Regions from separate parts of the Danio rerio genome. Here all the other regions are linked to region 1. Evidence: chromatin contacts called from public HiChIP or PLAC-seq and Micro-C data. All regions are on one chromosome and are shown on one strand. Each heading gives the region's core, a stretch centred on a gene start, on an enhancer-like site or on the middle of the called end of the contact. The rest is flanking DNA. Distances are from core to core; before and after follow the strand shown.

Region 1 (3,308 bases), core at 545-3,044:
ACTTTCGTTTTAATATACGTCCTTCACCTCATTCAGACATAATAACATGAATGCCGACATTTTTCACTTTAACTGCACATATGACAGAAACACAGACACACACTTCATCTTTCTACGGCTAATGCTTATGGAGGGTTAATGTGAGATGAGCAAAAGTCCTAACAAACAGAAAATGGGTGGGCAGCATCAGAATCAGAACTGAAGGATAACTCAGATCTAACAGATCAACTGATTTAAGAGCATGGTGGTGGATTTGCCACAAAGCACAGTTCTCCTCTACTGAGCAAAAACACGGGGAAGTGCACTTCACACTGAAACAAGCACGCACACGTGGACTCACACGCACCACTATGGAGGAAAAACGTTCCATGCCAACATTTGTTATTTTACAGCAAATGCTGTCAGCGCTGAATGAGGACCAGGAAACAACATCTGCATGGTTATTTTCACCGTATCTAAGCAGCTTTAAAATATCAACAGCACTGTTGAACCACGTTAACGCTAAACCACAAAAGAGTTTGATCAAACTTGTTGTTAAAATTCAGACTTATCAGTTTGTAAATTAACAGAAATTGGTATAGAACAAGACTAAATGTCGAAAGGGAACTAAGAGAGAGAGAGAAAAAGAGAAAGGGAGGAGGAAAAGAGAGAAAGAGAGGCAGAGGAATAATGGCGGGATGGAGGAGGTTTAAGCACAAGTGTTCTGCTCAGTGAGGTTTATACCTGTGTGTCTATGTGATAATGTCCAAACTGGAAGTTAAAGAAAACAGAAAAACAGTTAAATAATGCATACACCATATAAGAAGAGGAATTCATCCTCTTCTTCTTCCCCAAGACGATCAAACAACCCTTTGAGACCAAGTGGGTTATAAAGACATCAATGTTTATAAAAGTCCTAATGAGATGAGAAGTACACATTTTCGATATATCTGAAGACTGAACACAAGCAGTGCTTAAGTGGATAGAGCAGATGTGGTGTTCAGTGGACATCTTGTTTTAAAAAGCCATTTTGACTAATTAAACTGCATAAATAAGCAAAGCAGTCCAGAAGGATAAACATCAATAAGAGAGATCTTTGATTCTATTTTGGGGACCATATAGAGGATGCAAGAACGCAGTCTGGTCTCAGGAAGTGCTGGTGAAGATCCTTCGCCAGTTTTCAACCTTTCAGCACTCTTAAATATTAATTGCTATTAAATATTCATTTAACCTAAAGTTGTTCTCTATCCTACAAAGCATGCTGATGGACGGATGTATGAGAACAACTCAAATGGGAAAGAACAGCACAAGCTGTCACGCAGAGAACAGTCACGAACTGAATTAAATCTCAACGCTATGCAAACCATTACACTTTTTAAATATTTGTATAATCATTCAAATGGTCAAAAACTGATATAAAAATTAATTATCAAATACGATTTTTTTCATATATAAAATCAAAAAAATTACTGAGTATACAACTATTTATTTAAGACTAGAAATCGTCGTTCCAGTAAAACGTGTTCACTACAGAATCAATGCACCTGCATCATGTTTTCCTCCCTCGTGAACATACACCTTTCACTTCTGGCGTGTAATTGTGGAACTATACAGTTAAAAGTACTTTGTTTTAATGTAAAAGACTATAATCTATTTATTGAAAAGTTTGTGCCTTCTTTCTTTTATCTGCGACACTACTCTTTCAGTGTGTGCGCTGGTTTGGATGTGGAGGTGCGTCTTACCGTTAGACCGTCGGACAATATTTTCCAGAAAAGTGTTCTGAGGAGCCACTAGTCCTCTGCGTCCCCCGGCCATCACGGCGGGTCATGCGCTCCACTGAGAGCCCAGACCGGTCAGCGCGTCTCCGGTGAGTCTGTCGTCCACATGCCGCTGCCGCATCCAGTGATGTGTGGACCCGGGGCTCCTCGCGCTTTCCTCTCTCCTCCACCCCACTGATCCTCCGCTATAGCAGGCATAGTCTGGCGAAACAGCGCCATCTATTGACGAGTGAAGTAGCGTGTGTTCCGATGTAAATCAATAGATGGCGATGCACGCTTTTGCAACCGTTCTAAAATCTACTGTTTTTAATCTGCTTTTAATCTCTTATCGCCATCTGCTGGTATATTTCAAACACATTTTAATGATCTGAATGATATGGACATGATATAGCCCCCCAAAAAATAAAAATAAAAACAGTCGCTTAATTACCAATGAATGCTGCTAGGTTTGTGTAATGGTTCGGAATATATTCAAAACCCTCAATTACAAATTCAGCAATACATTTTCCTTTATAACTGCCGAATAATAATATGCAAACTATGAAATTTCTTTAAATTTCATCATCCAATCAGGTTTAGATTACAGTAGGCTAAAACACACATGCAGAGTTAACCTGAGTTAAATTGCAATGCAGATGTTATTATCACCCAGACACCTACAGCTATCTTGGCTTCCTTCATAACATTAACTTTGTGGTCGTTAACATAAAAAAGGTAAATATAATGTTAAACAAAAAAGGGCCCCAGACCTGTATCGGTTATATAAGCTGCATCATTAAAATGTCAGCAAGGTAGTCTTTAGAGATAGGGCATTCTGTCACCTATTAAAACTGCAATTCAATTAAAATCTGGCTAAAATGAATCAAACTTGTTATAGATTTGATTGTGGTTTATGATATGAAGTCTGGCGCCTTCTTACCAGATGAAAGTACATAAGACAAATGACCAAATAATGACCAAATCTCCATGCATGGTGACAATAGAACACAATAATTATTTTAAAAAAAAATTAAAAGAGATGTTTATTGCAAAGTATGACAGCAGAAGTGTAGTTTATTGGTGGTTACATTGTGAAGAGCTCAAAGTTGAGTGGACTCTGAGCAAAATAACTTTGCCTTATCAGTTAAAATATCATTTTGGGGGTAATACAAAGTTAGATCATAATATTCTATAAAAATGTAAACATCATAAACTGTGTTTGCATTTAAAAATACTGGTTGTGCCTGATTAATTTTTATTTAAATACATTTCATGGTTAAATAATACTTTTGATCTAGTTCACTTTCTGAGACAAAAACTTTTGCTTACAAAAACATGCTTTTAAAGTTCCATGTGGTTTTAAGTTTAAAGCTTTTTAACCCTTTTGGGGCAATTTATTCTGTAATGTAACAAGAATGACACACTTAACACAATAAACACCAACATTTACCGTCAAATAAACAAACCAAAACCTGAAAGAAAAAAAGAGAAGAGAAAAAAAACTAAAAAAATAATAATAATAATGAATCAATAATAATATTGTATATTAGAATATAATAAATAATAATACTA
Region 2 (3,270 bases), core at 247-2,746, 150 kb before region 1:
GAACTGAATTTAAAAAATAGTTTTAAAACAAATAAAATTGGGTATATGCACACAGACTTTTAATTTCAATCAGCCAGCCCCAGGGCTTTTGGTTATTTGTAATCCTGTACAAATTGCTGTGTTTAAGATCTGATTTCTTTAAAAAAAAAAAAGCGATCTTCATTTCCTTGCTGAGATACATATAAAGTGTAATATATAAAGATATAAAGTGGGTATCTGACCAAACAAGAAGCACTGCATTAAATGATATTTTTCCACACCATGTCTTTAAAATATGGAATTGATTTTTTCCCCAGTATTTCCAATGGAATCTCAGCTAGCCTGCGGCTAGTGATGTCGCCTGCGTTTAAGCGGTCTTTTGTCTTTTTTTACGCTTTAACAGCCAAATGAATGCTTCAGTTTATTTAACTGATTATATTTGATTTACATTACAACATCGATGTTGTAAAAGGAACGTTATGAAATAAAAAGTCACACAAAGCTTTCAGAAGTTCATCGCTGTGCATATAGCCCATTAAATATATAGGTTAATGAATGTCTTCAGTGGAGTGCTTACAAAACCATTTCCTCATCCACAAATGTAAAGAAGTAAAGTGAAAGTAAGGAGGCCGAATGAAGGAGGCTCATTCTTTATCCATGCGCTGCAGATGGTTTGTTTAACTGTTTTCTCACTAGTGAAAAGCTCAGTTTTTTTACTTACAAAGTTGTCATGTATATAGCAAATGGACGCAACACAACTGACTCTTAAAGGGAATGGGAGATGAGACTCTGATTGGTTTAATGCATATTATACTCAAAACACCCATAACTCATTAAGAGAATAAGCACAACCCTGTTAGACCATGCGGCGCAAATCATATTTTTCCGTCCTTAAAATAGCAATAGTGGATTTGGAACAACCCTTAATGCTTTGTTCTATGCGCTTAAGACTTTGAGTCTAGATTGTAAAACAGACTCTATAGTGTCTTTTGAATGACGCATTTTCTACAGTTGCTTTCTACAGCAAAAAATAAAATAAAAATGACAGAAAGATGGTAATATACAAATTTCAAATTCTTTCATTAGTAAAAATAACTGCAATGACCTCTCAGGCTTTATTCAAGAGCGTAATGTTTTTTATAATATATATTATTAATTAATGTACTATTTATAATAAATAATTCATAATGCATTGCTTCATAACAAAAGTGGTCAGTCAATTTCCGTGAACTAGCGGATCATTGGCACTCATTGTTCCACAGCGAGTGACTGTTTCTTCTGTTTCTTGTGTAATCGTGCATGTTCTGTGTGTATCAGCAGATCTGCTCTGTGGCCAGCTGCTGGAGCTCTGAGTGCCGCAAAGGTTAAGCTCTAGTGTGTGCGTCTGAGTGGTGTTGAAGGTGATGGAGTTTAGAGTGTGATAAATGAAAGCTGTAAGGAAACAGACGTATGCTGGAGACTTCAGCAGGACCTGCTGTAAGACCCCGTCTGGCTTCAATCCCACACGGAGCGACAGAGCTCAGCTCCTCTGAACCCGATAAAGCTTTTTATAACAGCTCAGCATAGCCTCAGCACACACACACACACACACACACACACACACACTCTCTCTCTGATATACAGTACTTCGAATCCCAACTCACATGCTCATCTGTGAGTTTAATGGCTCAGAACTGCCGGATACAACATGCCATGTTGAAAAAGTACCACATACTGCAGGACAGCAAAGTCTCTGATTACAGTGCAAAGTCCTACAGGGAGCGAATGAGACTGAGAACAACAGAGAGAGAGAGAGAGAGAGAGGTTGAGATGTTGCTCTAGGCTGCAGTTAAATCTGGAGATTGCTTTGTGTGTGTGCGTATTGCTGTGTGCGCACGTGTGTGATTTAGTACTGACACTATCATGGACTGGGTTTATGGCGGTCGAAAGGTTTATGGGTTGCTGTAAAACACTGTTCATTTAGTCTAGCATCAACACGCATGCTCTGTGCCGATTTGCTGACTCTTGTCTATAGCTATCTGTTCAATCCTAGCTCGTCTGTTTGTTATCTATCTAATCTGAATCTATTAACTTAATTGCTATTAAGTTATTTAAATAATAATAATAATAATAATTTGGCATTAATGATGCTTTCACACTTGTAGTTCAGTTATTTTGATTTTATTTGATCGTACTGAGACATGAAATAATACATTTGGTTTAAGTAATGTAAGTTAGTAAGTTAGATTTCATACTGATTCATCAAACCTAAACATGTGATAAATGTATTTCATGATATATATTTTGTGACAGAAGTCATTGAACATCCAAAATCATTCTGTGCGTTGGGCTGTAAGCACAAATGTGTGTGTGTTATGTTATAGCAATTGATAAAGCATGAAAAATTGTTTGAAAAAGTTGAAAACAGTGGCAGGAATAGCTCTGCCGCATACAAATTAATATCAGATACTAGCCGAGGATGCCTGTATGGAACTGTAATGGACAAAACTGTGACTTATGACATAAAATAGGTAGGCTTTGTCATTTTATCCTTTTTATAGTCTCACCCTATGACATCAGATCATGTTGTTGTTTTGTTTAGATGTGATTGATTCATGTTTCTTTTATGTTTTATTTGAAGTGTGCTAAATTTTGTTTAGGAGTAGAACGAAACCCATCTTTTCAGAGGTCTCAGTCTGCTTGTTTGGTGCTCACCATGGCCTTAGGGATCTATGTAGTATAGATTTATCGCGTCACCAAGGTGTTTGCTGCAGATCAGTGGTGTGCTTGCTTCCTGCCTGCTGCATTACCTGCTGAATTTTTAAAACATTGAGTCTAGCATTAAATGCTCTAGGGAAACAAAGTGGTTCATATGTGCGATGTGAATTTTCTGAATTCTTGTATATGTACCTCAGAGAAGTACACAACACAGTTGTAATAGCAACAAATAATAACTTGATTTCTAGTTGATCATTTGGAAAAGTGGCAGAATGTAGATTTTTCCAATGAATCATCTGTTGAACTGCATCTAAATCATCACAAATACTGCAGAAGATCTATTGGAACTCACATGGACCCAAGATTCTCACAGAAATCAGTCAAGTTTGATGAAGGAAAAATCATGGTTTGGAGTTATATTCAGTATAGGGGTGAGTGATAGATCTGCAGAGTGGATGGCAACATCAACAGCCTGAGGTATCAAGACATTTGTGCTGTCCATTACATTACAAACCACAAGAGAGGGCAAATTCTTCAGCAGGATAGCGCTCCTTCTCTCACCTCAGCCTCCACATCAGTTAAAGCAAGTTCCTG
Region 3 (3,502 bases), core at 804-3,303, 170 kb before region 1:
CTATCCCAGTATGTCCAGAATTTGTAATCTATTACAAAATTATTGAAATATAATACAAACAAACATCTTTTTTTTTTTTTTCAAAATTGCATTTAGACTATGAACACAAGTATTTTTACACAATTATATTTGGTGATTGTGAAAATTAACTTTTAGAGAGCATTCCAAGATGGCAAAGAAAATCTAAATGACAAACTAGTGGAAATGAGCATGACATAGAGTGCTCAGCATAATTGAGTACACCCCACTTTAAAAATAAAAAGTTTTATCCATTTCTCAGCGAATATGGGTGATTTATATTGGTGCATTTGAATAAAACAGATTTATTAAACAGATATATTTATTAAAATAATATTTTAGTCACAGAACATCTTTAGAAATGGAAAGATCATACATTTAAATGCATGCAAAATATTGCAAAAAATACAAACTACAACATTTCAACTAAATTGTAAATATGTTTTGTTTCTCTTGACTTTTGCTATTTCTAAAATTTTTATTTAATATTTTCCCCCAACATTTAAATTTAGGCTACTAATTTTTGAACCATTATTGAAAGTTATTTTGTTAGATAAGCTCCAGATTTGGCTTCATTACTGCAAACCTAATGTATATTCACAAATATAATAATGTAATGCATCCTATAGAACATAATAATTAAAATGAGAGATTTGTAGGGGGTGTACTCATATATGCTGAGCACTGTATAGTACTAGCCTTGCCTACAGCACTCAGTACTCAACCATGTCTATTGAACAAAAATCAATAGCAAAAGATTCAATGCAATTTGTCAATTGTTATAATTAAATAATATGAATTAATATGAATCCCAATCAGGCTAATAAACAATAATTTTGATTCACCTAACAAACAACATTTGTTTCCCATGTTGAAGCTGAAATAGAGCATATGAAAAAGAAATGTTCCACTTGTCAACTAACCTATAGTAAGTTTAAATAATCTAATTTAATTAATATATAAAATATATCTGAGCTAAATAGAAAAATACAAATTAATAAACAACAAAAGATCAAAATTACTCAAATTAAAATAATTGCTGAATTACAAACACATTACGTAATACTTTACGATGATGATTACTCATCACTAATGTAATAGTGAACAGAACAGCAAAGCAACCAGTGTCTATGCATTGGTGTCAAAATGCTATAGACAACTGTGAAAAACATTACTATAAATATTGGCATTTACAAAGAATTAGCAGCAACATTTAGTTAACAAATTCTAGTAAGCTTTAAAAAGGTTTAACTAGGGGTGGGGGAGGTGAGGTTGCTGGGTTAGGATAAGGGCCACATGTGCATTTCCCATGAGCTTCAATGAATGTACCTGTATGTGATCCTTTCCTCTGTGCCAGGTTCATCTTTCTCCCAAATCAAGGCCACTCTGCTTGGATCATTTGCCACGTGTACATCCAAACAATTCACTGTCAATAAATGTAAGAGGATAGTACCATTGTACTCACTGTAGATATTATGTTATTGAAAGTGTAAACAATGCCTTCAACTGGAATATACACTAAATGTAAACAGAATTGTAGTTTGTTTGTTTAGTTTTCGATACAGAGTAAAGTGGAGGTGATCAAAACAAGCCTAAAACAGAACGAGCGTCACTCACCAGAGACATTCAGTTGTCCTCCAAGAAACCAGTTGATTTTCCCGCTGGAAATATCACAGTCCGACACTTGGTCGAAAGGTTTGGTCCATGCCAGCCTTTCCTTGGCAATGGACCCCCAGAAGTTTTCTGGATCTTTGACTGACAGTTCATATAAATCCGCGTAGTTTCTTCCAGAGAGATGCGAGCTGAGGTCCAGCTGAGCCGCGCTGATGCTGCTTCTGGACAGAGACCTCGCGTGACACCGGGAGATGAAAACAACACTTCTGCGCAAGCATTTCTTGTTTTTAAAGAGAATAGTTCCCCTGGTTAATGAATTCAGCAAACTGGCGCTCACACGTCCAGCCATTTTACCGTGTAGACTGTGGTGGAGTAAAGTTTTGCTCTAGTTTCTGCAGCCCGTGACTTTTCCTCTGAAGGAGGAGGAAACTTGTTGACAAAGAGCTCGTGTGAAGAAAACCTCACTTCAAAACGCCCCCTGAATCAGCTCTATTATGAACCAAACCAGGTCATGAATCACAAGTGCTCTGGCTGTCACAATCGATTCGAACTCTGCAATATCCTATAATGATTTTGGGAGTTTTGGATGTTGCGTAATCTTGGATTGTACTGTCGTCGTGAATCCACAGAACACTCAGAAACATGAAACTTCAGTGGGTTCAGTGTGAGGCGTGTAAACAGGTTTTGTTTTTTTACAGGTTCTGTGTGAATTCAAACGAGCCACATTTGCTGTATATTATCACATAAACCACGTTTTTGTTACATGCTAATGTTATATTTTTAATGACGTCAACATAAATCGGTTTCACTTTTCGGGTTCTACATGCAACACGTTGAGCCTCTGAAGATTGTGCTCAAATACACTAAACCTCTTGCTGCCTCCTAGTGGAGCATTTACAGAGGGGTAGATCAGACAGACAGACAGACAGACAGACACATAGATAGATAGATAGATAGATAGATAGATAGATAGATAGATAGATAGATAGATAGATAGATAGATAGATAGATAGATAGATAGATAGATAGATAGATAGATAGATAGATAGATAGATAGATAGATAGATAGATAGATAGATAGATAGATAGATAGATAGATAGATAGATAGATAGATAGATAGATGTTCTCTCTAAATGGCAGTGAGCCACAGTGCACCATGGACTTTAGTTCCACACGCATGCATCTTTTCTGTCAAAGTCTGTGTCCTTTTGACCCTCTCATCTGAATGTACGTAAATAGTTATACTAATGTGCGTAAGCATTTTGTAGTTGTTTTTTGTTTATATTTGCTCACAGCATATAACTTCTTCCAAACAAGGAACATGCTGGGCCATAGAGTACTAAAGCTCATTGGACTTCCATGGCTGTAAAGCTCTAAATCGTTTTTGCACTATTTGAAAAAATGACCTTGCCAAACCTAATTGTTTTAAAACATTTATGCACATTTATGAATTGGGAATAATTATATCGTAAATTTGATATTAAAAGAGAAAAAACAAAAACTCAAAATAACATCATTATATAGATCCATGGTATATCCATTTTTTGGAGAGCAGCAGGCCCTAAAAAGTACTTGGTATTAACTGATGGTTCATTTGTGGATTAATGTTGGTTTAATTTCATTAATTCATTCATTCATTCATTTTCCTTTAGGCTAGTCCATTATATATTTTTATAAAGTTTATTCATACATTTTCTATGTTTGACACATTGCATTAAATCAAAAGAACATTTCAAAGTATGCAAGTTGTCAGATCTTTAAATAATCAAAAATATACAAGACTCATTTATTTATTTATTTATTTGTTGTATAGTTTAAAAGAAATCCAATGAAGATTTAAACCATTTTTTAAATTTTATATTGTTTATT

Evidence for each region. A called contact is a pair of places that touch in the nucleus more often than the background predicts. HiChIP or PLAC-seq counts read pairs in DNA pulled down with a chosen protein or histone mark.
Region 2: a Micro-C map of caudal fin shows a contact between it and region 1, with 11 times the contacts expected there. The contact joins the enhancer-like site here to the promoter of kcnh1a in region 1. A contact is called at or near these places in 10 of 18 Hi-C or Micro-C datasets (caudal fin, embryo, fibroblasts and 3 more) and 1 of 4 datasets of contacts at active chromatin or transcription factors (caudal fin).
Region 3: a contact with region 1 is called in an H3K4me3 HiChIP or PLAC-seq map of gastrula embryo, with 3 times the contacts expected there. The contact joins the promoter of acss1 here to the promoter of kcnh1a in region 1. A contact is called at or near these places in 7 of 18 Hi-C or Micro-C datasets (embryo, fibroblasts, hematopoietic stem cells and 2 more) and 3 of 4 datasets of contacts at active chromatin or transcription factors (caudal fin, embryo and gastrula embryo).

What each region holds. Positions count from the first base shown.
Region 1 is chr17:27,073,124-27,076,431 of GRCz12tu, reverse strand. It overlaps kcnh1a (potassium voltage-gated channel, subfamily H (eag-related), member 1a), which reads right to left and starts at 1,794. Exons shown (of 11, transcript NM_001044931.1): 1 at 1,722-1,794. The coding sequence starts at 1,794. The region is part of intron 3 of plb1 (phospholipase B1); the gene reads left to right.
Region 2 is chr17:27,220,232-27,223,501 of GRCz12tu, reverse strand. The region is part of intron 8 of hhat (hedgehog acyltransferase); the gene reads left to right. The region is part of intron 1 of LOC141378572 (a long non-coding RNA gene); the gene reads right to left. Among named protein-coding and RNA genes, the nearest start is that of hhat, 20 kb to the left of the region's middle. Within about 2 kb of position 1,496, at least 5 of the 62 cell types and tissues checked have an H3K27ac peak or open chromatin away from gene starts, as enhancers often do.
Region 3 is chr17:27,243,339-27,246,840 of GRCz12tu, reverse strand. acss1 (acyl-CoA synthetase short chain family member 1) reads right to left here and starts at 2,053. Exons shown (of 14, transcript NM_001080656.3): 1 at 1,636-2,053; 2 at 1,348-1,444. The coding sequence starts at 1,981.